Linked DNA regions of Mus musculus: all the other regions are linked to region 1. A link is a contact called in public HiCAR-type and promoter capture Hi-C data. All regions are on one chromosome and are shown on one strand. The core of a region is the stretch at or near the end of the contact, and the rest is flanking DNA. Distances in the headings are between cores, read along the strand shown.

What was found. Promoter capture Hi-C pulls out the DNA fragments that hold promoters and counts their contacts. HiCAR-type assays count read pairs that join an accessible place to other places.
Region 2: a HiCAR-type map of astrocytes shows a contact between it and region 1, with 2.3 times the contacts expected there. The contact joins the promoter of Lmo3 here to the promoter of Plekha5 in region 1. A contact is called at or near these places in 1 of 39 promoter capture datasets (hippocampal neurons) and 1 of 115 datasets of contacts at active chromatin or transcription factors (astrocytes).
Region 3: a promoter capture Hi-C map of pre-B cells shows a contact between it and region 1, with 2.2 times the contacts expected there. The contact joins the promoter of Mgst1 here to the promoter of Plekha5 in region 1. A contact is called at or near these places in 2 of 39 promoter capture datasets (hippocampal neurons and pre-B cells).
Region 4: a contact with region 1 is called in a promoter capture Hi-C map of pre-B cells, with 7 times the contacts expected there. The contact joins the promoter of Abcc9 here to the promoter of Plekha5 in region 1. A contact is called at or near these places in 2 of 39 promoter capture datasets (3T3-L1-derived adipocytes and pre-B cells) and 1 of 9 other capture datasets (adipose tissue).

What each region holds. Positions count from the first base shown.
Region 1 is chr6:140,421,998-140,427,770 of GRCm38.p6, reverse strand. It overlaps Plekha5 (pleckstrin homology domain containing, family A member 5), which reads right to left and starts at 3,672. Exons shown (of 31, transcript NM_144920.3): 1 at 3,515-3,672; 2 at 3,315-3,394; 3 at 1,216-1,273. The coding sequence starts at 3,606.
Region 2 is chr6:138,418,447-138,424,346 of GRCm38.p6, reverse strand. Lmo3 (LIM domain only 3) reads left to right here and starts at 1,317. Exons shown (of 4, transcript NM_001356306.1): 1 at 1,317-1,906. A830011K09Rik (RIKEN cDNA A830011K09 gene) reads right to left here and starts at 1,242. Exons shown (of 4, transcript NR_126073.1): 1 at 982-1,242.
Region 3 is chr6:138,136,406-138,142,284 of GRCm38.p6, reverse strand. It overlaps Mgst1 (microsomal glutathione S-transferase 1), which reads right to left and starts at 1,758. Exons shown (of 4, transcript NM_019946.5): 1 at 1,679-1,758.
Region 4 is chr6:142,699,262-142,705,310 of GRCm38.p6, reverse strand. Abcc9 (ATP-binding cassette, sub-family C (CFTR/MRP), member 9) reads left to right here and starts at 3,037. Exons shown (of 40, transcript NM_011511.2): 1 at 3,037-3,147; 2 at 3,408-3,494.

The DNA of each region.
Region 1 (5,773 bases), core at 2,423-4,922:
TTGATCGTCAGACAAAACCCTTAGTCAAGATGAATAGCTAATCCAGAAGGACCACACTCATGAAGATGCTCAAACCTTACGTCTCACTTCTGCTTTTCCTGCTGTGGCATTCAAAAGGAACTGCACCTATAAATATACCTTGGCATTTTACATAAAGCATCTTTCTACAGAAACTAAAAAGCCATTCAAGTAAGTATAATTTAATGAAAATATGCTGTGATCTTTAAAAACACCACTTGGTAAAAATAAATTGACTGGGCCTAATGTGTCTTTAAACTTCGAATTTGTGACCACTAATAAACTATTAAACTTGTTACCAAATCCTGTTCTTAAGTATTCTCTTTCAAGACTCGGTCACTTAAAATTAGCCAAAAATGTTTATATAAGAACAAAAGCAAAGCTCTTTTACACATAGTTTTTAACTTGAAACAAAGACAAGCCAACTTATTTTCCCAGGGTAGCATGACCTCTTCCCTGGGCAATGCTCCCCTCTAGCACGAGCACCCTTCTGGGGAGTACTACTAACTCTAAGGTGAATGACAACCAACTCTGGAGCACACAGAACTGGTTTTCACAGATTAGTCAGCCATCTTTGCTCTCAAGCTCTCTTCAAAGCCTCACCCAAGCAAGTATTAGTAAGACACAATGTCGGGATATTTTAAAGACTCTAAGGCAGAGTAACAAGCAAGCGCCATCACAGGTGTGTGGTGTCCTGAGTTTCCTGGGTTCCACTTTTCCTCTGACCCTGCCCGCTTTCCATCAGGCCTGCGACTTATTAACAACTCAGGCTGCCACCTGCCATCTAAGCTGGACTCACTCTGAAGGAGGAATAGTCACATAGTACTGATATTTTGTGTGTGTGTATACAGGAGTTCTCTTACCACAGATAATCAAAAGACAAAACTTGTAAGTACTGCAGAGCTAAAGTCAGAAGACTTTACAATATCCCACCAAAGAAACATACTGAAACATCAAGCAAACTAATATGGCGAAAAGTGACCTAATTTGCAATGTGTGGATCCATGAATACCCAGGCAAATAACAAGATAATGAATGAGGCTACCCTCTCCCTCAAAATTTCATAACCATATAAAGGATACAATTAACACTGTACAACACACTTTAAGATAGAATTGTGTATAGACTCAGAAGTATCCAACTTCAGGTTCATTACAACATTTGAATTACCAAGGGAAGCAATCAAAATTCACTCACTTTATATAGTATCTTGCACCTTCGAACGTATATGCTTCTTCCCAGCCAGTGGGCAAATCTAAAAAACATATGTTACAATTAGTATTACTTCAGTGAGACTGCAAAATAAGCTTAAACCCATCTTATCTGTCTTCACCATGTTCATTTAAGTATGTGTCGATCCAAAGTCTTGGCTGGCAAGATCATTAGTCAATCAATATAACATTATTTGGAATTTGGAAGATGACAATTCAAATTTAAAGCCACCAGGAAAGTTCCAGCAATATTTGAGATGACCTAACATAATTATTCCCTTTAACAGTGGTCAGGGTGGGAAAGGATCAGCTGTGATATCCCAAAGGCAAAGTCTTCGAGCCCTGGTAAAACACCCATCACTGACTGCACAAACCCCAAATGGGCAGCATTTTGCCTTTTTAGGTATATCTTGTTTATTCAAAACCCTATTTTTCAATTCGAATCCATTTAGGTTTCTTCTACCATGAAAGGAACGCAAGCCTTCAATTAGTGGAAAACTGACTGAATCCTTACACACGAGTTTCAACACACTTGACCTGAAGAGAGGTGGGGTTTCAAGTGAGCGACTGCATCTTTATGTGCCACTTATGTGCCACAGGCCACTTATGTGCCACTTATGATGACAAGAGCTTTGGATTTAATCACAGCATCTCCAGAATGAAAAGGCACACATGTGTGCACAGAACGGGAGCCCAAGCAAAGTAAATCAAACAAGAATAAATAAATAGATAAATGCGAAATCACATCATAGAATAAAATATTTCCGGCATGTGACTGCTATTTTTTAATCTGTGAGGGTAATTCGAAGACATTCGTGTCATACGTAATCAAAATAGGCCTGAGATAATGCCATAAAACATTTGGGCTAAATTCTTTTAACCCTATATTGTCTTCCATGAAATAAACGTGCCCATATCCACAAGGGTAACGAGGCTATCAAAGTTGCAAATGCGTACAGTAAACAGGCTGAAGCTAAAGAGTGCAGAGAGTTAGGAAACATGACGGTTTATTAGTCAGAAATGCCCTAAAAATGTAACCTCATCATGCCTGCTACAGCAGCCTTCCCTTTCCTCCTCCACACTTGTGCAAATTTGGACACATTATTAGTCACTTCACTGAACTCCAGCGTTTAGCAGAAAAGGCAGGTTTGTTCACCCTTCTGGCAACTTTAATAGGAGATCCTCAGAACCTCGGAGCTGGCGAGAAAAGTACCCAGAGGGAGAGACAGAACTGGGCCTCACCTTCGACCCAACTGTTCTCAAGCCTTTGCAGTCACCCGGAATAGAGGCGGGCCAGTATGAGAACTCACGTTACGTTTCAGGCAAACAAGTTGGGTGAATGTAAACAAAGAATGACAAAAGAAAGCCAGACCAGCACTGAAACCACCACAAGCCCTCCTCCAGCTCAACTCATGCTAAACATTCAAGAAAGCTATCAAAGCAACCCGAGATGCATTTCCTCGTGGAACTGGGGCCCGAAGGCCCCCCACGCGGGACCGCCCTGGCTCGCCCACCGCCTGCTGGTGGTACGTGGAGCTTGGCTGCGGCTACCGGGGACTTTTGAGCCGGGATCACTGGCTGCGGCGCCCGCTCCAGCGTCCTAACTCCAGCGGCTACTCGGGTAGCAGGAGGGGACTCACCGGTGTTTGGATCACATGGTGGGGGGGCACCGCAGCACCCCTAACTCTTCCATCAGTCACCTACCCACAGTCCCACTTAGGAGAAGTAGGAGGTGGTGGAGGAGGAAGCTGCTTGGCAGAAAGCAGTTCTCTGGGGAGCAGGGCGAGGATGCGGGACCGTCTCACCGCAGGGGTGCTGGGATGCGGGGAGCAAAGGGGAGCGGGTGAGGACTTCCTAAAGGGTGCTGGAGGCGGAGACGGGGGCGATCCGGGGTAGAGGGGCGTCGCCCATCCTCGGGGGGCGTCCGGGAAAGGATGGGGACCAGGGCGCCAGGAAGAGGGCGCCGTCTCCAAGCGCTGATGAAAAGGCGGAGAAGAATAGGCGCCCCGGGACTCAGTCGCGCGGAGCCCGGAGCCCCTCCAACCCCGCCAGGTGGCCCGGAGCCGCAGCCCCGGCCGGCCCTACCTGTGCTCTGCCGCCGGTGCCCGGTGACCACGGCCTCGCCGGTGACCGGGTGTAGCCAGGTGGTGCTCTTGGCCTCCTCGCTGCAGGGAAGAGAAGGGACAGGCGCTGAGCGGCGCGAGGGGCGACCCACGGGGGCCCCCGGCCCGCTCGCTCCCACCGCTCCCCCCAGCCGCCCGGCGGCGCCTCCCCCGCCCGCTCACTTGATGAAGAAGACGCGGCCGCCCCTAGTGATCCCGTACGTCCAGGAGCGCGGCAGCGAGCAGATCCACTCCAGGTTCAGGTCGGCCGCCATGTCTGCTCCCCGGCCGCCGCCGCCGCCGCCTTGTGCTGCCGCCGCCGCTGAGGAAGGAGGGCGCGAGCGAGCGAGCGAGCGAGCGAGCGAAAGGAGCGCAGGGCGCGCGGCCCGGCCCGAGCGCGCCCCCGCGGCCGCCCTACCCCCTCGGGCGGCGCCCTCCCCGCCGCCCCGGCTGAGTCCGGCCTGCGTCGCCGCCCCTCGGCATCCTCCGCGGCCGGCCGCCGGCCCGCGCTGCGCTCGCTCGCTCGCTCGCTCGGAGGCTGGGCGAAGCGGCGCCGCGCCCCCGCCAAAGCCCTCCCCCGTGCCCCGCCCGCGCCGCGCGAAGGTTCCGGGGTCGGGTCCCGCCGGCGCCCGCCCGGAGGGCTGGGCTCCGAACCTGTGAGGTTTTGAATCAGCTACTGCCTGCCTAGCCCGGGGCTTCTCTGGGAGACGCCGGGCGTTGAAATGGAAAACTGCTTTTGGGAAAGGCTTTTCTGGTGTGTGGCGTGCCAAATAAAGGAGGGTCCGCGAGTGAGCTCGGACCACTGAAATGGGACTGATTCAGACTTAAGGTCTTTTTGTTACTGGTGGTTTTTTTTTTTTCCTTTCTAAGCTTCTGAGCCATATAATAGTTTAGAAAATAAAAACTTGCCTTTTCCTTTCTTAAAAAAGATGCACTTGATTATCAACGTGAATTTCTAGGCTCCCAATCTCTCTCATTTATTACAAGGGCAACTTAACTTTACGGAGTCCTTGGGGTGGTGGACATTTAAATCCCTTCGAACTATGATTGTCTCCGTTTCACTGAGAGGGGCAAAGAAACGTAAAGGAACAAAGGTGATTGTGCCCAGGGTTATGGTGAAAAATGGCAAAGTCTGAATTCAAATCGCCTATAGATTTCCAAGAGTCTACTCGAATGAATACGTTGCTGTATAGTATTTTTAATGCCTTGGCACCCCCGGCCCCCTTGTCCTTTGAACAAAGGAAGGGTTCACTGCTAGTAAGACCTCCCTTGCACCAGTAAAGAGCGCTATGCTTGCTCCTTACTGCCCCTGGTCCTTCATCATCACTCTTGGAATTGTCTCCATGGCTTTGCAGCAAATGACTCATCCCAGAGGAAACACAGTTCAATAATAACAGTACAACTTGGCATTCTCGAAGCACCTTTTTTTTTTTTTTCCCTGACCAGTTTGGATGCTTCTGAGGCATTCTCTCATTCATCTTCCCAAGTAACTGAAATAAGTAAATGATGCTTTTCAACCTTTAAGGAAACCAAGGCACAGGGAGGGTGAATGCCCTTGGCCAAAGCTCCTGATGAGCGTGCATTTTCATTGGCTTTTCCTCCTATCTCCTGATTCCCCAAGGCCATACGTCTCTGGTGAAACGGAGACTGCAATTACTGCTATAATTTTCCTGTCCATCTGCATATACAGGAGGAAAAAAAAATACCATCGCTGTAATGTTTTCTCTTTTGGGTTCGTTTGTATTCTGCTCCCTCATTTCAGTCCTTATTACTTTTTGACATCTTATCTCCTACCCAGTCTCTGGAAAATATGACTTTTTTTTTTTTTTAATCAATGAATAGCTGGCAGGAAATGTCCCACATTAGCATCAGTGGTCACTGGCACAGCACAGCAAGTATAAGAAGAGCTGTTGACTCTCTGTTATCATTACAAACTTAAAAGTCTCCCAAATGCCACAATAGCTTATGAATCTAGTGCTTGGTAGTCCTGCTGAGGGATTTGGATGTTTGCATACCACCGAGAAGTCTATACGTTGACTGTGTGCTGTGCTCGGCTTCTATTTAGCTCTGGATCTTTGGATACTACAAGATGTGTTCACAGAAAGCACATCTCAAAAGTCAATATAGATTAACTTATGTATCTTTCAAAATCGCAACCAAAGGCTATGGATGTAGTTCAACTGTAGAGTGCACATTCTATGCTTGGGGTTTGGGGAGGTAGAAAGAGAGACAGAGACAAGAGAGAGAGAGAGAAGGAAGAAAAGAAAAACATTTGCAGTACTCAAATAGTAATCTAGAATCTTTTCGTTTGTTTCGTTGTTTCGTTTTGTTTTGTTTGTTTGTTTGTTGAGACAGGATCTCACTGTATAGCCCAGGCTGTCCTGGAACTTGCTCTGTTGACCAGGCTAGCCTCTAAATCGGAGATTTGCCTGCTTCTGCCTC
Region 2 (5,900 bases), core at 68-2,567, 2.0 Mb after region 1:
GTGTGTGTGTGTGTGTGTATATATATATATGTATATATATATATATATATAATTTGATAGATCGGATAGATAGATAGATAGATAGATAGATAGATAGATAGATATTAAAATTGATGTTACAGAAGTAGCAAAGTTTTTCTGTATTGTTTGAAGGGTGTTTTGTGGGTAGTGTTTTTTTGGGGTGGGTGGGTAGTTCAACAATTGATCCTGTCTTGGCACTGAGAGCATCACATCCAGTGTCATTCAAACTGGCACTATTTTTAAGCTTAACCTTTTGACAAGGCTTTGTGAGAGATGCTGAGAGGACCTTGATAGAGACACCAAAGTGGGCGATAGCTGAAGTTTAAAAACTTAGAAAAAGGAGATGGTTTAAAGCTACCAGTGACCTATAGAGCATCGGAGTGCAGGGAAGAGGTTAAGAGTAATGGGAAAAATTTAGAGGCAAAAATAAAAGGATGTACCCAGGCCTTAAAATAAGTGTATGAAGGCAGGGTGTAGGTGGGCAAGTGGCCAGGGGACCGGCTTAGTCCTGGAAGTCTGGCTCAGCTTCCTGGGGACTAACACTGAAGCAGGTTTCAAAGTCAAGTATTCACCTATCTGTAGTAAGTGTGTTTCAGTGGCCACTTTGGGTTCAGCACCTGGTATGGGGTACAAGTTCACAGTCTGACTCCTGGGGCCATTCGAGAGAGAGGAAAGGGTGTGTGGCACTGCCTGGCCTGAGTTTACATGACAAGGCATTCTGCACAGGGACTTCAGAGAGTTTCTAAACAGAATTCATAGCCCTGGAAACTGCAGACACCCCCAGACATTTACTAAAAGGAGGGCTGTGCAGTTTTCCAGTGTTCCCTGGTAGCACTTTGATTCCTTGGCTTTTATTTTAACTTCCTCCACTGGCACTGTCAGTAACAGATTTAGAGGGCAATTTGCTTTCATAGTCCCCATCCTATTCCAAAATGCCCCCGTTATTTTAGGAAGCCCTACCCTTCTCCTTTGGAGCTCTTTTGCAGTTCTTCTTGTGGGCGAGTCCTGGAGGTAGGGTCCTTCCAGAGTCCAGTCCTGCAGAGGTCACATTCTCTGTGTGATAGGCATGGGTGGGAGGGGATGTCCCCAGCGTTTGTCAGTAGCATATGCAATGGGTTGTGCTGACTGCACTCCCAGGCTTGTCAATTTTCACCCTGGGAAATTAGCAACAAAGCCTGGATCTGTCTCGTGGCTGCTTTTGCACTTTCCGAGGGCGGCTGTACTTGACTGAGCTGCGGAACAGACAGCAGAGACACAGCGAGAGAGAGAGAGAGAGAGAGAGAGAGAGAGAGAGAGAGAGAGAGAGAGAGAGAGAGAGAGAGAGAGCTCAAGCAAGCTAGCGAGCAAGGGAGCCAGCTAGAGGGAGGGAGAGAAGGAAGAGAGAGAAGAGGGAGGGGTGGGGGCGAGAGGTAAATACTCTTAAATCGGAAGGGAGCTGCCTTCACTGTGGATCTGACAGGCGCTGCCTGGGCTCCGAGGCGCTGTAATAACTGGGTGACCTTTTCTTGGGCTGTATTATGTCTGGCTGGGAAGGGATTGCATTTTGCGGCTGAGAGCCAGGGCTTCCTTCAGCTCGGGCTCCTCGCACACTGCTGGGGTAAGTTGTCAGGAGCCAGGACCAAGAGAGACATCCCCCGGACTGCAGTTGCCTAAAAGAAGGACACCTGTGGCTCGCATGCGGTCCACACTGGTACTTGGCGGATCCTGGAGGACCTCATTATTTTAAACTTAAAAAAATATATAGAGAGAGATTCTACCCCCCGGTTTTTTTTTTTCCTTTTTTTTTTTCAAACAATGTTTCTTTTTGACCTTTCCCAAGGAGAAGCGCTACCAAGCAGCCGCTGGGCTCATTGAACACCCTCCCCTGTATCGCTTAATTGAGAAGGTAAGTCAGGGGTTGTGTACTCACGCGTCGGCTTATTTGTGCTGTGTATGTCTGCTGGTGCGCGCGTGCGTGTGCGGATGTTGGGTGGCTTTTTTTTCTTCTTCTTCCCCATCCTCTCCCAAGAAGGCATAAAGTAAAGCTGCACCCGAACCATCCCCACCACCACTGCAACTTTCACCGGGCTGCAGGTCTGCAGAGAGGGTTTTGTGTTTGTTTGGTTCTGTTTAAATCATGGGAGGCATCATTATTTTTGTGATGAGACATGAAATAGATGTGGGGCGGAAGACGTGGATGCCGGAGGAAGAGAGTGGAGCGCGCGGCTGCAGCGCGACGCAACATCTCAAGTAGGAGTCTAGTGCATAATAGACAAAGTTCATTGGGAGCTGCAACATTCGCACACCCTGACTCTGGAAGAGGGGTTGGGACAGTTTGCAAAGGTTGGGGGCGGGGTGTTGCTACCAGGCTAAGGGAAGTGATATCAGTCTTGGGTATTTTCCCAGACCTTTCTACACCTGCTTGATGAAATGTATGCCTGCCACCCCCAAGAAAGAGTTGAAATTACAACCTTGTTTTTGTCTACACCCCTGCTTCTCCCAATGCAACCTTAATATCAAAACACTGCTTCTGTGTGTTGCAAAAGTGACTGTGTCGTGTTCAGTGGACATAGGTTCCTTGTACCCAAGTGTCTGCATCTTAACAGGGAGAGAGAGAGAGAGAGAGAGAGAGAGAGAGAGAGAGAGAGAGAGAGAGAGAGAGAGAGAGATTCAGCACATTTTAACCGGGGCTACTCAGATTGCTGTTATGAAACACAAGTCAGATTTATGATCTTTTTCATACCGAACACGATATGCTATGCTAACACTGCGTGTGACGGTTTAATCAAATCCATTTGTTACTAGGAAGCTAAAAGGGGCCGCTGGGATTTTAGGATTACAGGCAGAGTGAGGGAAGCATGTGGCTTTGTCATTCGCCATCATTTTACACGCTCCCTCGTCCCTTCCCCCACTGCCTGCCTCCCTAGCCACTAGACCCCAGCTCCCAAAGTGGCTTCACAATAGTGGATCCTGGGCCCTGCATGCTGCTCACCAGATCCACGCTTGGGCCCCAGATCCGAGTGATTCCCTTTTCTACTCTCTGCCTCCGGGCTTGGTGCTCCATGCGAAGCTGCAGCGACTCAGGCACGCCTCAGTCAACTCATGCAGAAACAAGAGAAAAGTTTTGGTAAGGTTACCTTCTATCACAGAGGCACTTTCTCGGGCCGCTAGGCACTCGTGGCTAGCTCCACAGACTGCCCGTTCTTCTCCTGAGGAAGATATGAAATAATATTGTTGCTGCTGCTTTTAAAGACTGCTGCTTTCGACCAATTAATCTCGCTAGGTGCCAAAAATCCTGGTACATTCTTTGCAAAACCACCCCTGCGTGGCTGCAAAGACACAGCCACAAAAGGTTGGATCATAAACTCCGCAAGGAGATTCTTTGTTAGAGTGTATGTATGTTTCTTATTTTTTTTTTTTTATTTTGCATGTGAGCTGCATCAAAATTGAACCCAGTCTTGCAAATCTCTTGTTGGCCTTTGCCAAGCACTAGCACTTTGCTGCCATGGTAACTGTAATTAAACTGATAAGAGTGGGGAAATGTCAGTATCTCTGAGCCTTGCAGCTGCATTGGAGAAAAAGGGAATCAAATTGGTTTCCAGCTCCATTGCTCAAAAAGGGGAGGGTGGTGGAAGGACGCGGAGGGGGTTGGGAGTTGAAGGGGCAGAACAGAGTTAAGCAGCTCCGGTACCAGAGATTTGGGGACATATATTTACACTGTTTCCCCTTAGGGGGCTGCAGCCTGTAGGGGTGCTCTGGGCCAGTGAACAGAGAGAAACAAGCTTTTAGGCCCAATCCAGTTTTGCAATCTGGGTTGGGGGAGCACAGGGGGTTGGGGGGAGGTGCGTGAGTGGGAGGAAGATGGGCAGGAGGAGAGACAATCTTTTGTTTGGTACTCTTGGCAGTGGGAAGGCTGTGTTGGCCAAATTCTTTTAATCTATGTCATTGCTCCCAGCTGCGAAACCTGCGGACCCAATTTTTGCATCCTCTCTTCCAAAAGCCCTTCTGGATGGAGCCCCCTTCCTCGGCTCCCAAATTGTGCTCTGTAAATCTTCTGAAAGGGGAAGGAATGTTCTCCATTCATTCAGCGTGATCAGTCCAAATAATACATACATGTTTTTTTTTTTTAAAAAAAAAGCCCACAGTGCCTGAGCACTGCACATCTTTCGTTATTCTGGTTATTTTTTAAGCTCCTATGTGTTGTGGAGTTGTGGTTACTTTGTTGTGTTAACTACTGAAGCTAAGACTGTGCGGATGAATGGCACAGAACAAGGGAACATAATAGATGCAATCAACCGGCAGGCCTTCTCACAATGCAATCCAGGCAATTAAAAGCTCACCAGAGTTTAAATGAAATGGTTCTACTTATTTCTGCACAGCACACTGCACAGGCTATTATTTATGTCTTTAAAATAAAATAAAAAAAAAAAAACAACTATGATTTCCCTTAAACTGTCAAATAACTCAGAATGACAGGGTCTCAGAAGCAATAAGAATTTCCCTCAGAACAATTTGCATGCCAATCTAAAGACTAACTAGTTACCGGTGCTGATGGGCTATGAGCAACTTGGGAAGTGTCTCTTAGCCACGAACACATAACTCTCCCCAGACATCCTATTTTGGATCAAGAGCAGAGACTGCTCAGTGCTTTCTGCTTTTTAGGTGCCTGGCAATGTGGTGACTACCAAGTGGTTGTTTTCCTACATTTTTTTTTCCTAAATGCATAGAATAGAACAGATTCCATTTGCAAGAGAAAGGGGGGATATGGCCTCTAAAAGAAGATATGAGGATAGTATAGAAAAATATCAGACTCCTTTCATGCACAAGGCCAAACAGAATGTAAGAGTTTCAGTTATTAATTGGCCTCTGAGTGCTAAATTAAAATGTCAACACAACAAAAACACTTTGTGAAGACAAGGATAGTAATTCTGTGCCAAATGTTGGTAACTGCTGTCTTGGTTACAATGAATTTTGAATAAAGATAGCTGACCCTCTACACTTAATAATATCATGAGTATGGGAAATAATGGTGTTTAGCTTACTACCAAAAAGAATTAATTTTTAATCTTTTAGCTTAGTGATGTATTTAAAAAAAAACAACTTAGATAATTAGGATAGTTACCCTTAACAAACATTTAGATGCTTTCAGACATGAAATCCTGTCTGTTTTTAGTAAATCAAAACCCTGCTTCGTCTTCTAGGTATATGACTAAGAGGCGCCTGGGTCTGTTGTACACCCTAATTAATGGGATTCATGCCTTGTGGGACCTTGCTAGAAAAGGATAACTAGTCTGATCAAAGAAACTTCATTTGTTAGAAGTTCTAGAGAGTGAGATTTAGCAGAGCTATCAAGGGTTATGATTAATCTACACTAGGCCCTGAGCTCCTTCAAAGAAAAGGGATCACAAACCAGGCTATGGGGCCACCACCTGCTCTTCTGCATGAATCTGGCTGATGGTCCACAGCGCGGAACACCACAGCCACGAGTGTCAGACACACAGGACAGCCACGCTGCTTCCCTCCCTGCATGCCCTCCTCTGCAACTCTCCCAGACAAATAATTCTCTTACCTGAGCTCAAGAAGAAATAGTACACATTAATCCCCTGCCATGAGTAGCTAGAAAACAGACTGGGCTGTGGGTGTGCTTGCAGGCTCCTCCTCATCAGTGGTGTTTGTTGGTGGTGTTTTGTTTGGTTTTATTTGTTTCTTTCTTTGTTTTGTTCTTTTCTTTCAGGGTAGGTAATGAGGGGTGGCCATCAGAAGGGAGGAGAGAGTTTATGAATCTTGAGGAGATATGGCTCACCAGTGCTTCCCTTCTCCCTTCTGAGAGGCTCTGAAACACGGGCATATTTGCTGTTGTATATCTCTGTCCAACCAAGTTTAAAACTTTAGGCGGGAGA
Region 3 (5,879 bases), core at 509-3,008, 2.3 Mb after region 1:
GAAACTCCGATGCTGAACTCAGAAACTCCAGAGTTGCTCAATGTCTAGACTCCCTACTCCAAGCCCAGGAGCTAGAACATCAACCCTGCCAAGGCTGATGAGCCTCTTACCCTCAACCCTAAGGGGACCAGAACTTGAGGCCTGTAGAAGATGCAGCAGTAGAGGGTACTACCTACAGTTTGCTATGACCTCATCGCAGCCGGAAGCTGCGGATAACAAAAGTGGCCAAGTGTCAAGTCTCAGGTTCTGATGGCTAAACCTTTCTCTCAAGATCCTAAAACAGTGGGGTTCTGTTTTCCAAAGTGTTTGTAGCTCAGTGCCTGGCCTGCTAGTCCACCCTCTAAGCCCTAGGCCCTCCCTCTCCCGGGACAATCACCATCACACAAGGGTCTCTTCACCTACCCAGGATGCCTGTCAGGAGAGAGCAAAGGGATGCCCACCAGTTGACTGAAAACAGCTTGGGATGAAAGACTCCGACACAGAAACCATTTTCTTCTACTTTGAAGGAAAGAAGCTTGAGTAGGGTATAAATAAGGCCAGGTGGTACAATGGAGACTGGAGACCCCACCTGCCTGTCTCTGGAGCCCTGTCATCGCCGACCTGTATAGTTCCTGGACTCACAATTCCATTCTAGGAATTGTGGGGTGCTGTTTTCTCATTTCCTGGAAGCTTCTCCTGTAACTCCTGTTGTCATATTTTGCCCCAGTGCTATCTGCAGTTGAGAAATACTCCTCTTTCTCCTCATGGGCCCTCAGCCAAGAAAAAGCAAAGTTCTTTTCTTCTCAAAACTGTTTGCCCTATCTGCATCAGTATTGTGAAACTTGGAAAATCTGGGCACACAGCCACAAGGCCATGACTCTTCAATTTTCAATGGATCGAAAGCAGCAAACACATTTGTTGTGAGGACAGAAAAGAGGGCTGCAACAGAGGAAGAACAGAAATACACACATGATCAGAGTCCCAGGCACCTTCCCTACAGCCTCAGTGGGGCCAGACTACAGTGGCCACAGGGGAGGGCGGCTCTGGGGAGTAGCTGCCCAAGGGCTGCGCCCTCAGGTCTTTGGTCATCAGGCTACAGTCACAACAGAGCACGCTCTGCTGCTCTGCTAAGTCTGTAAGTCATATGATATCAAAAGTACCAGTGTAAAGACTTGTAGAGATTTCTCTTGCCTACCACAGGAGAATCTAGAAAAGCAAACAACTTTTCAACAAGTTGAAAGGCCTGCATGTCCAAGTCACCCGGGACACTGTAGGGTTTTACTCCCTGGGAAAGGACAGAAGTTGCTGAAACCGCAGTGACTTCTCATCTTGTTACAACTTGCATGTATTTTTTTTCCCCTCCCCTCAAGATCAAGAGACCCTTTCAAAGGGAATGCTACTTGGGCTTGAAAATAAGAAATAAGAAAACCATCTCTTAAACATGAAAAGACTCGTGCTCCCAAGTTTCTTCTTGGAGTTTGAGAAAGGAAAACTTAATGCAGGAACAGAAAAGCACAATTCTCATTTAGAGCGGGCCACAAAAATGGGGGCGGGGGGTGGTCATTTAAACAACTAAAGGGAACAAAGGCTTTTCAAACAGGCACAGCCACTCTCTAGCCTTACACCTGCCACCCACCGGCCCCTTGCACCCACCCACTCCTAGCCTGGGAGCAGCACCGTGGCCGTGCGCAGCACCCACCTGAATCCAGGGAGAAGGGCTGCAAGTTGTCCTGCCGAGCCTGTGCACTTCTGGGACTTTTCACCAACAGGACCCGCGCTGGCACCGCCCTTTTTCAGGCTATTTTTCTATTAATCACCCCGCCTCCTGACCGTGCCAAGCCCCGCCTTCGGAGCTTGCCAAATCCCACCCCTGAATCGCCCCGAAACTGCTGTGGCTGGTGAGGGTCTTTCTCTGCTAAGGATCTTGGCAGTTCTGTTCCGGCTCCGGAAGAAGGGAAGCAAGGAAGGGGTTGCTAACTTTTATGTCGCTGGAAACAAAAAGACCTTAGTGTTGAATTTGGAAAACCTAAAAAGAAAATGTTTTAAGGAAATGTAAATCTCGGGGGAGGGGCTCTATTGCTGTGAATACCTTCAGGGTGCAAAGTGAAACCTGCGAAATTATGAGTCTGTTAGGCAACTAACTTGTTTCACAGTGACTTAGGAAAGTGTTGCAAGGGGGCAGGGTCGTTAGGGCAACATCAAAGCTATTGCACATCACAGAGCCCCACAGTAATGGCCAAGCTCCAGCTCTGAGAGCTCTAAGGTTGATAAGTTCCCATCTGCAACATTTCACTCGGGAACTTTACCAGTTTACACCTGTGCCCCACATTGCTCTGAGAATCAATCAGTCTTTCTCTTTTCTTTTCTTTTCTTTCCTTTTCTTTTCTTTTCTTTTCTTTTCTTTTCTTTTCCTTTCTTTTCTTTTCTTCCCTCCCTCCCTCCCTCCCTCCCTTCTGTCCTCCTCCCTCCTGTCCTCCTTCCCTCTCTCTCTCTCTTTCTTTCTTCCTTTCTTTCTATTCCTTCCTTTCTTTTACACGATTATTCTCTTTTTTATTTCTTCATTTTCCTCCTCTTCGTCTTCTTCCTCCTCCTTCTTCAGTATGAACCACTTAATTTTCTGAGTTTTAGCTGGGTGCCTCTTTGGTTTGGTTTTATTTGTCGTTTTAGAGAGGATTTTGTTACTTAGCCCTGTCTGGAACGCGTGGTACACACTAGTCTGTACACAAACTTATGACCATTCCTGCCTCAGCCCCCAAGGGCTAAGATTTTTCTCACCAGGACCCACTCTGATTCTGACTTTCAAGATTCAGTAGACAGTTCTATTTTATATCCCTTCCAAAAACTAAAAGGAATTAAGAAGCAATGTGCTGACCCAAGCTGAAGTCAGTCAGTCCTGAAGATGGTTTCTTTAAAGGCATGATTGGTAGAACATCTGAAAAGAGTGTTTGGTCGACCTTTTCATTTCAGTTGAAAACATTGTTCAGTTCCTCTCTGGGGCCACACCAGAACACTGAGTGCAGTGGAGCAGAGCTTTCTGAATTTCCTTGAGAGCGGTTAGTACTGCAAGGACTTAAAGAGCTCTTCATTTACACCAAGGAAGACAGCACAAATCCTGAAGGCAAGATTACACAGAAAGGTGCACAAAAATTCTTAACTCTTATCTTCGGAAAGCCAGTGGGAAAACAAGGGCACACTTTTACAAAGAGCATCTCAGTCATCTAATGATCTCATTGAACTTTGTCCAAACTATCGGCTAGTTAATCAATACATAAAGGGTTTCTGCTGTAACGCCCTACTAATTATTGACCATCTGGTAAATGTGATTTTACGTGTGCATATAGCAGAAAGATCTGTTGCTGTCTTTAGTATAATATGAGCATTTGCTTGTAATAGATTTAATTCAGCAAACACTTTAGTGAATGCAAGATACTTGGTTTGATGATGAAGTTTAAAGCTAAAGGGGGGCTATACCCCAGCGTTGTGGGTGCAAGCACAGCTTTTCCCTTCCTCTTGCATCCTCGGTGTGCTTTAGATGACTGAAAAGGATAAGTATTATTGTTTAGCTTGTCTTAGTTTGAGTAAAAAGGATTCCAATTTTTAACCTTTCTCCTTATCACCCTTTTAACCCTAAGGGGGGAAAAAATCTCTCAGAGAAACTCCCTCCAAACTTTAAGACAAATAGTCCTCTGGTAACTAGAAAAACAGTGTGTGTGTGTGTGTGTGTGTGTGTGTGTGTGTGTGTGTGTGCCTGTGTGTGTCTGTGTGTGCCTGTGTGTGTCTGTGTGTGTCTGTGTCTGTGTGTGTACATGTGTGTGTGCATGTGTGTGTTTTTGTGGCAGATAAAGCATGCAGAGGGATGGTCATTCTCTAGCATGTACACCTGCTTTACCTTCTACCTTTCCTGCTTGTTATGGCCACTTGCTTGAGAGAAACACTTTTCTCAGTGAAACTTTACATGCATTAAACAGGGGGACAGTACAATTCAGTCACAATTAAACACAACGTGGCAGAGGATATTGAATATCTTACTGAATCCCATGCCGCTGGGAAAACTGTCTCTATGTTTCTCAGAAATATAAACAAATTTATATCCCAGAAAGACTGTTCCTAGATATTAACCCAAGAAGTAAGAATGGCCACAAAGAAAGATATCCAAGAACAATCCATGAGCAGGGGAATGAAAAAAGCTAATTGTGGTATATTCATACTACATTCTACTGACTATATCATAAGAAAAAGCAATAAGCTACTGATCACATGATGGCATGATTCAAACTCATTATTATGCTAAACAAAAGAAGACCAAACACAAAAGCATATGGCTTCATTTACATGAAAGATTATTTTTTTTAAAGAAAGAAACCTAATTTACAATAATAGACATAAATAAGTAGCTGTTTTTACTAGAAAGGGGGTGGCAAATGGCTGAGAACAAAGAATGTGTCTGTCTCTTATGATAAAACACCTTAGGTGTGTGGAGTTAGAGGGAACTTTATGGTTATGGAGGCTGGCAAGCCCGAGGCCCTGATTCAGAGCAGAGCTGGTGCCAATGGGGGCTGGGCACTGCTTCTAAGACAGAGCCTCACTCAGTCACAGGCCAGCCACCTCCCACACCCTTTACAAAGACACCAACTCCACTCTGATTTAATCTCTTCCCAAAGCCTTGGCTTCTTAATACCACCACAGTGGGAACTGTGTTTCAATACAGATTTTCTGGACACAAGTATTCTGACCCATAGCAAAGTGTAATAAGCTTTCCAGAATGGTGAAGATGAGGGTATTTGGTACATGGGTATGTGCATTTATCACACTTGGTGATTCAAACACTTAATATCAAAGCAAACTACACCACGAAGAGTAGCTTTTAAGAGTTTGTAGCCTTTACAAAAGCTAACAATGAGCTATGAGCATAATAGTTGCATATCAGCCAAGGCTCAAGTCACCTTGACCTTGGATCAAAAATGAAGAAGGGAGTTTGTGAAAAGACCCAATCGCTGTTTTTAGAAGAGAAAATGCTAATGGGTCATAACAGAGGGTTCTGCGGATTACTCTTCTTATTCAAGTCAGCAAGCAACACCCGTCTCTAGCAGCATCAAGACAGGACGACCATTTACAGGATCAGTAGAGACTTTCCTAAGGCCTGCTGTTCTGATGTGTGTAATGTACTAAGGATCGAGAGGAAGCATCCAGGATTTCCAGGCACCAAAGGTAAAACTGAAGTAAGATTAGGTCTCTATGTACACATATATGTATAAATGTATAAGTTTTAGTTATAAAGTGTTATAAACAGTTGTTATAAACATGTGTGTGTGAGTGTGTGTGTATGTGTGTGAGTGTGAGTGTGTTTGTATGTGTGTGTATGTGTGTGTGTGTGTATATGTGTGTGTGAGTGTATGTGTGAGTGTGTGTGTGTGAGTATGTGTGCGAGTGAGTGTGTGTGTGTGTGTGTGTGTGTGTGTTGTGATGGTTATTGGCTATTCTCACTTGTCAACTTGACTATATCTGGAATGAACTACAATCCAGATATGAAGGGAACACCTGTGATGGCAATTTTGAAGCAAGAAAAAAGCACGTCTTCGATCCTGCTCTTGAGACTGGAAAATCATCGGCTTTTGCTCCAGATCTGGGATGATACAAACTTTTATTCCTGATCAACATACACCTTAAACCCAGATCCTGAGGCATACTTTTAACCTGGAACACACCTTCTGCTGGAGGTCTACATAAGGACAATGGAAGAAGGAGGGGCTTGTTTGTTCTTCATCTGCTTGCACTCATTTTGCCAGCACAACCATTGGAGCCTAGCTCTCCAGATTCCAACTTATACAGAAGCCCAGATGAAACATTCAGCCTCGTGGGACTGAGTAACTACTAGGTTCATGGACTCTCTCTTCACAGCT
Region 4 (6,049 bases), core at 1,788-4,287, 2.3 Mb before region 1:
AAAGATACTATGGAAAATTCAGAATTGTAAGCTCAATATCACGAGATGTGTTTAAGTCACAGAATGAAATATTATGCCACAATTTAAATTATTTCTATGATAAGTTTTAAGTGTCACTGGAGAAAAATTATTGTAAGAGAGACAGATTATGTTGTGTTGCCAATAATCAAAACATGCATAGCAAAAATAGTTTGAGATCAAGACTCTCATGAGTGTTTATTCCGAGGTTGAGCGTCTGATGCCTTAACATTGAGTCTGGAACACATGAACCATGATTTGTTCCACTGAAGAACAAGAAAGGAGGCCTTGTAGAATTGTCCAGCCATTGAGATAGTGAACAGAAGTGATAACCAGAAGTCCAGCTAGTTTCCCTTGCCTCTCTTGCTTGCTCTTATCCTCTTCATCCTGTCTATCTGTCCATTTCTCTGTCTATATGTCTGTCCATCCATCATATATATATATATATATATATATATATATATATATATATATATATATATATATATATATATAGAGAGAGAGAGAGAGAGAGTGAGAGTCTATCTATTCATCATTTACCAACTATCTATAAAATCTATCTATCATCTATCTTTATCCAGCCACTCATCTATGTCTTACCTATCCATCTGTCTATTTATCTCTATTTATCTATTTATCTCTATCTCCTACCTATCATCAATCACCTATCTATCTAATCTATCAATCTATCAATCAATCATCTACCATCTCCTATGTATGTATGTATGTATGTATGTATGTATCTATCTATCTATCCATCTCTTTTGGTGTTATCCTATGTCCCAGGCTTGTTTGAGCACCCTGCCCATCAGCCTCTCTGTGCTTTCTCCTGGTACACCTCAGAGCCTGGCAGGCTTTTCTTCCAAGTCCTTCTTTCATCCATCCAGCACACGACTTGTGTTTTTTACAGTCTGACACACGCTTACTTAATCTTCTAGGTGGGGGTCTTGGCATCTCCTACTTATTCACCTCTTCTTTGTACAATGAACATGTCTAGCTACGAGATATGACCTTAGAAAGAGATTAGTGATAATTCTTTTAAGTGATAATTTATTTCTCTTCAAGATCTATTTTTATCTTTCTGCGTGTATTTGCCTGAACATATGTATGTGGTGCAACATGTGCACCTGGTACCTTCAGAGGTCAAAAACGGGTATCAGATCTCCTGGAAATGGAGTTACAGACACTTGTGAACCCCTACATAGGTTCTACAAGAGCAGCAAGCACTCTTAGTCACCGAGCTGTGAGTCCAGGCTCATTAATAGTAGTATATTTTTTAAAATTCTAAGTGCAATTTCCTTTTGAGTATTTCTATTCAAACTGTATATTTGGCATTATCTGTCTCCTAGTTCCCAATTCTCTGCCCGACTTGGTGTTTCCACATTCTGGACACAATTCTGAGTTTCCCTGTTCTCGAACCACACTCTCTTTTCCTGGCCCCAAAAGCTTGCTATAGGGTGCAGTTACATGCCATTCCGAGGCCGTAAGATCAGTCCAGGATCATCGTAGGTGCCAGCTCTTTCTGGCCTTGGAGGCCCCTGGAAGTGGTACATTCTGGCTCTGGAAGCTGGCCAAGGCTGCAAGGACCTTCCCAGAAAGTGACTCCATTCTCATCTCCTCTGGGGCATGCTGTGCTGGGGTCAGCTTCTGAGCAGCAACTTCTGGAGGCCAGGAGGCCATGGGGTGCTGAGTTCAACTTTAGGGACAGCATGAGGAACCTCGAAGGCACCAGCCCGCCAGGCTGACGAGCCTTTATCTGATCAGGACGGTTGCTACGAACACTGATTACTGCAAAGGACTCAAAACTGGCCCTTGGGAATCTCGAGAGTTTATTCAAGAGTTACTGAGGCCAAAAATTACCCAGTGTGATCATGGCTCATATCTGTAATCGTAACAATCTAGAAGCTGAGCCAGGAGGATTACTGCGAGTTTGAGTCCAAGCCAGGGTGTCTAACCTTCACCCCCTCAAAAAAAATTTTTTTTTAATTTAAAATTCACCCCTTACCACCAGAGGAAAAGTTATTGTGGAGTGTCACATATACATGCATATCTATATCAAAAGCGGGTGTGTGTGTGTGTGTGTGTGTGTGTGTGTGTGTGTGTGTGTGTGTGTGTGTGTGTGTGTAGCTGGCTTCTAACCTGCTATGTGTCTGCTTCTTGCTTTGAACTCCCTGCATCTTTCCCCCAAATGATGGCATTTCAGAAGAACACCAACCACAGTCTGCCTTCAATAGATATTGTTTTAAGCAAGTTTTGTTATTTTAAGAGTTAATTATATCTGTTTGTGAAAGCGATGAAACAAATGAACAAATAAAAAATACTGTTGATGCTGAAACTTGAAATCAAACTCAAATTTTGGAGTGCTCAGACAAGTGCCATTGGTCCATTAGTCTGGACCAGCAGGCAAATTCCCCGGGTCACTGAAAGATTCTGCCCTGTGCCTGCCCATCCAAGTGAGACAAGCATGCCTGGTGGCAGTTTGTTTTGCCTAGAATGAACTATTCAGTTCTCAGTCCTGCTGGGGGCGAAGCTGGGCGAATGGATGGCACTTTTAAATCATTTTTTGGTGGCTAAAGCTAAGGCTGCCTGCAGAGCTGATACTTTCCATGTTTTCATATCTGATAAGCCTCCTCTTTGAGGGTCTGGGGGTCGGTTTTTGCAAGTTCCGCTTTCTGGTGGAGTCTTGGGGGATCCACATATGGCGTGAGTTTGGCACATCTTCACTGCGCTCACCCGTAGGAGCAGCTCCGGAGGAGTGGGGAGTGGTGTGGAGGGTCTGGGGGAGGGTGGTCCTGAATGGGAATGGCCGGAGTGATGGAGGGTCCCAGGTAGGGATGATCCGGGCAAGGAGGGTGGGGGTGAAGAGGGTCCTGGATGGGGAGGGTCCCCGCCTCAGGCGTCTGGGGTGCCTGCAGTTTCCTGCCAGGGCGCGGCAGTGTCCGCCCCAGGCCACAGCGCAGCGCAGCGGAGGAGAAACGCGATAGGAGGCAGCAGCTGGCCTCCCACCACCCTAAAAATAATCCACTCGCCGGCTGCTGACCCGGGAGGAAAACTTGTCGTCCCATGGAGTGCGTGAGCTCCTCGGCTTGCTACAGAGAGATCCCCAACCACTCTGAGGAGTCACTGGCTGTAAGCTGTTGATTTTGATCTAGTATTCCGTCAGTAAAGGCATTCGCTATTTCTAGGATTCAGGGGACTTGCTGGCGAGAAGGTGGGATCAGGTTTCCAAAGTTTGACTTACACAATCCTGCCGGCTGGAGCCGAAACCGGCTGGAAACAGGGAAAGATGTCACTGATATATATATAGAGAGAGACTTTGTTAGCCATTCCCCTTTACAATTCACGCAGCAGCTTTTTCTCTACTAAATTTGTTACTCTTTGCTCTTTAGGAGAAATTTACATCTTCAGACGGTGGGCAGGCTGTTGGTAGCTCAAGTGCACCAGTAGGGGGACTAAGCCCTGGAGCCAAAGCCAAGGTATATTTATTTATTTATTTATTTATTTATTTATTTATTTATTTATTGTTTGCTTGTTTGCTCCGCGTTGGTTACAGTGTCTAAAAACAATCTTATCTGCGCAGGGGTCCCCAGCATTGTCTTTCTTGTGTCACAGAACGTCATAGCCCCTGGAGGGTAAACGCATGGACTAAGACTCGATAATGGATCAAGTCCGTGGTCATTTTCTTGCTAGGAAATTTCCTACTTGGATCTGTATAGAACCAGCCAGACAGCTAGTTAGACAGCCAGACACATCTACGCATTTTGTGAGGTCTCCACTGAGCAAGTTCAGTGAAACGATTGCAGCATTTGCTTTGGCGGAGGGTGGACATCCTGGGCACGTCGTGGGTGGGTCGTCGCTGCCTTAGGTGCCTTTCAGAGGTGAGCTTCTCATTCAGGATGCTTTGCCTAAGCGCTCAGTAGCTCAGGGGTGAGTTGTTCCACATGCAAGAAGGAAAGCTATCCCGTGCATGTTTGCTTTAGATGTGTCCAGAGCCCGAGCTTGGCTGACACTGTCAATGGGGTCACAACTGACAGTCGCTGCCGGGTGAGCAGGGAGGTGGCTGCTTCTCACTCAGTCTTAAGTGGCTGGCAAAAGTAACTAGCGTTTAGTTCCTGATATCTTTTAATATCTTAGCAGTTTTTGGAATTACTTCAGTTAACCTTTGTTCCTCTGTAGAAGTATCAGAAGAGTTGATAGATACATTACTAGAGTTTTGAACGGATACCATGTTTTATGCATACCAGGGGCTGGGGAACGTCTCACAGTGCAGGGCCAGGGCCAAGCACGCTGCTGTTGCTATTCTCCGCAGGAAACAAGAGGACTCCTCTTCCCTCTGTGTTCTGTCCTGCAGGCTACCCCACAGCCAAAGTCTCACTTTTGATCTGTTTTGAAGTTGGCTCCTTCCAAGTCCCCATCCCCAACGACTCTTGTAAGCACTTGACCGCCTTCCAGAGGGATTATGCTCGTGGGGAGAAGATGGGCTGCTTTCCCCTATGGTCCCTTTCCTCCTTGTTGCTGTCACTTTCGTGCACAAACTGAGCCTAAACAGATACAGGGGGAGGGGCACCAGCAATGGATGGCAGGTGACAGTCTGACCCTCAAGAGCATCAGTGTATGGCCTTCCTCAAGTGCTTACAACAGCCTGAGCTCTGGAAGGGAACCACAGACCAGACGCTGTTTGGAAATTTAAGGATTTATTAGAAGGCTGGGGTATAGTTTGGTTTGTAGGGTGAATGCCTGACATCATGAGGATCTGGATTCAAATCCTAGAACAAGATGCACAGATGTTCACACACACACACACACACACACACACACACACACACACACACACCATCTTGATTCAATATCTTTGATGGACACAACACCTAATATAGTATCTGCAGTAAACTTCCTCTTTTCCTACTTTTGGCTGTTGATGTAGCTGGCTATTAGAACCTTCTTCCTGCACAGTGGCTTTAGAGAAAGGAATCTGAAGGTCAAGAGGGGTGAGTAGAAGAGATGTCAAAAGGAAACATGGACATCTGTGTAAGGAGCAGAGAGGGTGGGAAGCAGGGTAGGGCACAGAGGTCATAGCAGAGGGAACAAAATCTAGATGTTTTTGTGGAATGCTATCATAGAGCTAGGGACAGGACATGTCGTTCAGTGACAGAGCATTGGCCCAGCATGTTTGATGCCTTGGGTTTGGTCTCCTGCGCTGCGCTGCACTGTGCAGACAGACAGACAAATAAGCAAGTAAATGACTTAACGTCTCATTTTGTCATTTCCACTAAATGAGGGACTAGTCTTAAAAGCCTCATTGCTGGCTGTTATTTTTTGATTGGTTTTCCATCTTTATCAAAAATATTTACTAATGTATATATATGAACATATAGCTTCCATTTTGTCATTATTTAAAAAAAATTCAATTCTTTCTCCCATATGAGTTTTATGAAGTGGTAATGTTTTACCAAATCTATAGTCAAATCTTTTTAAACTATTTGTTTTAAAAATATAATTTTATAAAAAAAAGACCTCAACTAGAGAGCCTATAAGTGACTTAATAAAAAATGGGTTTATCAGACATAATCTGTGTAAGAGACTATATACAAACATTTGGGCTATAGCCATACAAGCTTTCCAACTAGTTACTTATATTATATTCAAGCAATGATTTCTACAACATTTGAGGGGAATTTGATTTTTCCAACAATTTATGTACTGTTCTCTGTGTCATATTATTTGTCTTGTTTTTAGGGAAAATATAATGTCCATGACTAAGTTAATTATCAACGAAAAGAAAAATAAGAAAGGTACTATTTGTTGATGTGATATTAACTTTTAATTAACCCAGAATCCAACATAAATATGGAAAAGAAAGTCTGGTGAGGTTAAACTCTTAAACTGCTATTTGTTTTAACAGGAATAGCTAAGATCAGTTATCTAGGGAGGTGGGTGGGCAGGGACAGAGTGGAAAGCACAGATTATAAACCTGACCTGTGAGTGTGGATCCCAAGTTGTCTACTGATTGACAAATGAATGAGTTTTCCTG